Regions from separate parts of the Anser cygnoides genome. Here region 2 is linked to region 1. A link is a contact called in public Hi-C data. All regions are on one chromosome and are shown on one strand. The core of a region is the stretch at or near the end of the contact, and the rest is flanking DNA. Distances in the headings are between cores, read along the strand shown. Region 1 overlaps HDAC4 (histone deacetylase 4). Region 2 has its middle 52 kb from the start of NDUFA10.

Region 1 (2,571 bases), core at 37-2,536:
ACTGAAGTACAAGACCAGTCTGAGGCTGAAAGGCATACCAGTTCCAAAGTGGACTTCCTTCACCTTGCTCAATGCAAGTCATTTACAACTTGTCTGAAAACACGACTTTGTGGTTGGAGGTAGAGTGTTTTGATGCATGAGTTTTTTGTCGTTGTTTAGACACAAACTGTTTTTTGAAGAAAAATCTCAAAATCGCTCCCATGAGTATGCTCACCAACACAGCCCCAGTAGATTTTACACTCCTGCTGCACATGAACCCGTCCAGCACTTTGTTTAAACCACACTGGTGCTTGGCTGTGCTACGCTTTGCATGATTAAGAAACCAAAAAACGCCTTTGCAATGCAGCAGCCTATCGGCCATGCTGCATGTACAGGTCAGCACTGTGGGCTAGGTTCTTTCTTAATGCCGTAAGATTTTAAGCATCTTTCAGTCCACATTTAGGGTACATAGTATGAAATCTTGGAGCTTTAGTGTTGACCAAGTAATGTATTTAAGGGCTCTAGGTCCAGACAGTTTGATTTTATGGAACGGCATCATTTTCACTGTAGCTTTAATACCTCTTCTCCATGAGTTACTCCTGCTTGCATAATTGCACGCAAAAATCCCAAACCAGTAAGTAAAAACAGGACCAGGAACTGAGTTGAACTCCTCTTACTTCAAATGGCACAGTAAAAGTTAGATCTTTCAAAAGGTTTTTGATTTAAAATGAGCCATGGGGGAAAATTACTCAGAATTTCTTAGAGAGGTTTTTATATTTGCAAAACAAACAAAAGCAACTCCAAAGCAAAAACCATGAAGAAAAAGAAAACCTCACTTTGCTAGAAGGACTGTGTATGGAGCTCATCGGCGAGATTCTTCTAGGCTGCTCAGGAGGTAAAATGAGGATGCGAGAAGGAAGCATCCAAATGCTCATTCCACCTCCTCATGCGCTCAAGAGCCTACCCGTCTCCCTATTCTTTCCCCACCCTCTGGTCAAAAGTATTTCAAAAGGGATCACAGTACCAACAAGCTGCCTTTTTAATCACAGAACGGTGAAGAAACCAGGAAGAGAAATAAAAATAGAACAATTGCATTAAGACAGCACTGTCCATTTAGTCTTAAGTGCATGCACATCTGCCCCCAGAACGCTGCAGTGGTATTCACAGATCAGTCATTTATTTGATATAAATGAATTAAAGAAATAAAAGATATTCTGTGTAAAAAAAAAAAAAATCTGCTGCCATCCTAGTGGAAATCAAGTGGTAAGAGAGAAGGCCAAGCTTCAGGAATACTAAGGGCAAGGACACAATCTGAGCCGAGATGTTCCTCATTCCCCTCGCAGTGGACAGAAATATCCTCAATTGTGTAAATAAAGTCTTAGTCAACAGCACGACAAATCCGTACACAGATAAATGTCACATGTTGACGTCAGTGCCAGCAACCTAATCAAAGTACAGCCTTCATCTATTTTTAAACCCTAGTTAAAGCATTTAAAATAAAAATCATTAAAACGAGTCTTTAAGAAAAAAGCCTCCTACAACCCTACGCACCAGTAACACAGGGCTGAAGTATTTCCTTCTCTCTGGTACCGGAGACACAAAACTGAGAACCCAGCCCTGAAACGGGCTGTTCCATCTGATGCGTCACCGCACTAGAAAGCAGCAGATAAGGATTTGGGAAAGCGTACACATCAGATTGGCACTAGCATTTGTATTGGAAATTTACCCAGACAGGTTAAAAATAACACCGCGAACATTCGCAGCCATTCTGAAGGTCGCTTTCCACAGTAGTGCTGTTTTTATAGTACGAGCTCCTGGCGACATGTGACCAGCTATTGCTAGTATTTTTGTCCCCAGAAAACACACTCTGCACAATCAGGTTCCCTTGGCTCAGAATTAAGGTCACAGAGCCTGGTCACAACCAATACGACAGAGCCGCAGCACAGAAATCAAGCCCAGCAGCTACTGGATTGACTTGTTTTCCTTTTCAAAGACTCCTCCTTGTAAACACTCCACTGACTCACGTTAGAAAAAAGGAAAGAAAAGGTCATTTCCTTCTACCAGCACTCTCGGGCTTACGTGGCTGTCGCGTATTTCTACGGTTTTAAGCACTGTTATCGCAGGCTCCGGTTTCAATACCGCACTAGGCAGTGCGAAGCAAGCAGCAGCGTTCGCAGGACAAGGCAGGAGACGTCCCCAGCCTGCTGGCCTCAGAGAGCAGTGACGTGACATCCAGCAAGGAGCCTGCTGTATAAGAGAGCTGCATGGATGGCCTCGACAGCGAACCCACCAAGATGCTCGCCGCAGTGGCCCCCGAAGATGTTCTCTGTTCACAAAGGCAGCGAGTCGTACAGAAAAGTCTCTTCGCAGTAGTTAAATCTCTGGTTTAGAGGAATACGCTATAACATGAAGGCTCCCCCAGGGATTCCTTCCCGGAGACAACAGCAGGAGACCACTAGCCAAAGAACAGGAGAGAACAGCCTGCAAATTAGTATCTAAAGTTTGAATCTAAATATTCAGATCAGATTCAAGTTCAAGGAGGAAATGATCCAATTTTGTTGCGTCCATCCCATCCGATCTCCTTTGCTGATG
Region 2 (2,571 bases), core at 22-2,521, 180 kb after region 1:
CTGCGGGTCTTCTGACTGCGTTTGTTTGGCCAGCGCGGGGCCCCTGCAGCACCCCTGGATGCTGGGCTCCATCCACTCGTGCCTGGTCCAAACGCATCTGTCTTGCATCCCACCGGCAACCAGGGCTTCGCACAAGTGCTTCCCATCTTCATTTGTTTTTATGATCTCATGAATTTATCAAAGACAATTAAGCCGCCCCCAGTTGAGGCATCGCAGACGAGCTGCTGGAGTCCTCCTGCTCTCCCAGAGCAGCTTCTCCAGGACGGGGAGGGTTCTCCTGCACAGGGCTTGGCACCACCAGCCCAGGCAGACCTTCTGCCTGCAAACCCAGCAGCAGCTCAGCCACGAGCTATCGGGTCTGTGCCACGCGCTGCACGGTGCGAGGGGCAGGAGGTGCCCACCGCAGGACCACCCGTCCCGCAGGGGACATGTGGCACGGGGCATGTCCCCTCCGGCCGCAGCAGGTCGAGCGGCGAGGCTTTCCCAGCCACCATCTGAACATCTCGGGGGCACCCTGGGATGCATCCGAGTGGAGAAGGCACCGGTGGGGGGACTGCAGGCTCTCCTGGGGTGCCGCGGTGGTTTCCCCACGCCCGGGGCTCTCCCTTTCAGGGTTAATTACAGTCAGGGTGAACAACCTCTGTCTTTGTTTGCAGGGGAGGCTGGGCACCGCAGCGGGCGCACCCGAACGGGGCTGGTTGGGGCCACGCTATCTCGTCTGAAACCACACACGGAGCTCCCGCCGCAGACAGGAGCAGCCTCCCTGCTCCGCCTGGGCTGCTCCCTCCCAGGCTACAAAGGGGCTGCTAACGCAGTTCAAAGTTCTCCCCGGTACAAAAAACGGTCTTTGAGCGTAATTTGCTTCAACTCGAAAGCAGCTGAAGCTAATTACACGGCAACGAAATATCACGCTTTAATATTACTTAGCTCCCCTTGGCCGGGCTGCGGCGAAACGCTGCTGTGTTTGCGATCCAGACCTGAGCGCTTTCTGATCGCCAGATAACGCCCAGCTGGACTCGGGGGCGGCGGGGCAATGGGGTGCTCGACCCACACAGCCTGGGAGAAGGGGAGGCAGAGCAGGTGCTGCAGCCCCAGGGGCGGTGGCCGGGCTGCTTGGAGCACCGGTGTCCCTCCTGCTTTCCCTGGGGAGGACCCCCTGCAGCCCCCAGCCCACGCTCTGGTCTCAGCCCGTCTCAGACCCCGGCATTCCCGTGCCACCACCGCACGGGCGCTCCCAGAGGTGATGCTGCTCGGTGTGGCCCCGGAGTAACGCTGCTGGCTGGCCCGGGAAGTCCCCCGCTTGCAAGAGCAGCCCTGCACCCCACGCAAGGGACAGGGCTGACCCAAAGGCCACCACGGGGCGCCTCAAAGCCGGGAGGATGGGAAATCCCAGGCTTGCTCACGGCGTGGGCAGCAGAAGCCGAGTTCTCAGCACAGCAGAAGTGTGCTCAGAGCCCCCTGCAGCCTGCAGCCCCCGGGCCCGGGCCCGTGCTGGCTGCCTCCATCCCCAGGCGCCGCGCGGAGCAGCAGGCTGCATTGCCACCTAATGGGGTGTGCTGGGAAAGCCCCGTGCATCCGACGGGAAACCAGCACCATGGGTACACCGGAGGCTTTGCACGAGGTGGAGGTGCTCACCCAGTTGCGCTGCGCCGGCCGAGACCTTTGTTTAGTAGTCACTGGTCAGGACGTCCCCTGCACATAAAACGGTGCAGGAGGCACAAAGCAAAGAGGACAGGGAGGAGGTGAACGGGTTGTTGTGTGCTCAGAGCTGTGCCAGGACACACCGGCGTGAGGTGACCCCTTGCGACCCAGCGGTATCGCAACCCAGATCTGAACAGGCAGGAAAAAGCTTTATTGGGTATCAAAGTCATTTTCCCCTCGCTGCCTCCATGGCTCGTAAACGCTCCTGCCAGCAGAGCATGTTTAACATTAAGCTCTTTGAGGGAGCGGATGCGGTGTCCAGCTACACGAGCCTCCTTGCCAAAGTGCTGCGTGCACGCAGGCACCACGGGGAAGCCACCCCGCAGGGACCTGGCGTGGGTGCAACGAGCGCAGCCGGGCGGGGATGGTGCGGCTGTGCCAGCCGGGCAGAGCTGGAAGGTTTTGCAGGAGGAGCCCCAGCCCCACCAGCCTGCGTGGCACGGGGCTCTCCACGGGGCTGGCAGCAGGATTTGTGGCTGCCCGCAGGATTCGGGAGCTACCTCTCTCCAAGATGCATACTGGTACGTTGGTTTTTTTTTTTGGTGGTCCTTGGGGGACCCAGGAGTCGGATTCTGTGATCCTCGTGGGTGCCTTCCCACTCGGATACTGTGTGGTTCTGTGACTTGCAGCAGCACCGCTGGGGCTGGCAGGATGGACCTGGCCTCCTGGGGAGCGTTGCACAACGCAGCGGGCTGAGCGCATCGGGGCCGGAGCGAAGAGGAAGCCGTGTCACGCTTTGGCCACGGTCCTACCACACGCAACACAGGCCCCAAGTCCAAACGGCGGCTAACGTGGGCTCCATCTGCACACCTCACTCCCACCCCGTCCTACCACGGGTAAGGCAGACGGCCTCAGCCGACACCCCAAAAA

Evidence for each region. Hi-C and Micro-C count contacts between places; a contact is called where the count stands out from the background.
Region 2: a contact with region 1 is called in a Hi-C map of liver, with 1.8 times the contacts expected there. The contact joins two enhancer-like sites. A contact is called at or near these places in 2 of 7 Hi-C or Micro-C datasets (both in liver).

What each region holds. Positions count from the first base shown.
Region 1 is chr6:12,844,500-12,847,070 of Taihu_goose_T2T_genome, forward strand. The region is part of intron 2 of HDAC4 (histone deacetylase 4); the gene reads right to left. Among named protein-coding and RNA genes, the nearest start is that of HDAC4, 49 kb to the right of the region's middle. Within about 2 kb of position 1,287, at least 1 of the 3 cell types and tissues checked has open chromatin away from gene starts, as enhancers often do. A contact at or near this core is called in liver, where this site is marked.
Region 2 is chr6:13,029,435-13,032,005 of Taihu_goose_T2T_genome, forward strand. No RefSeq gene overlaps it. Among named protein-coding and RNA genes, the nearest start is that of NDUFA10, 52 kb to the right of the region's middle. Within about 2 kb of position 1,272, at least 2 of the 3 cell types and tissues checked have open chromatin away from gene starts, as enhancers often do. A contact at or near this core is called in liver, where this site is marked.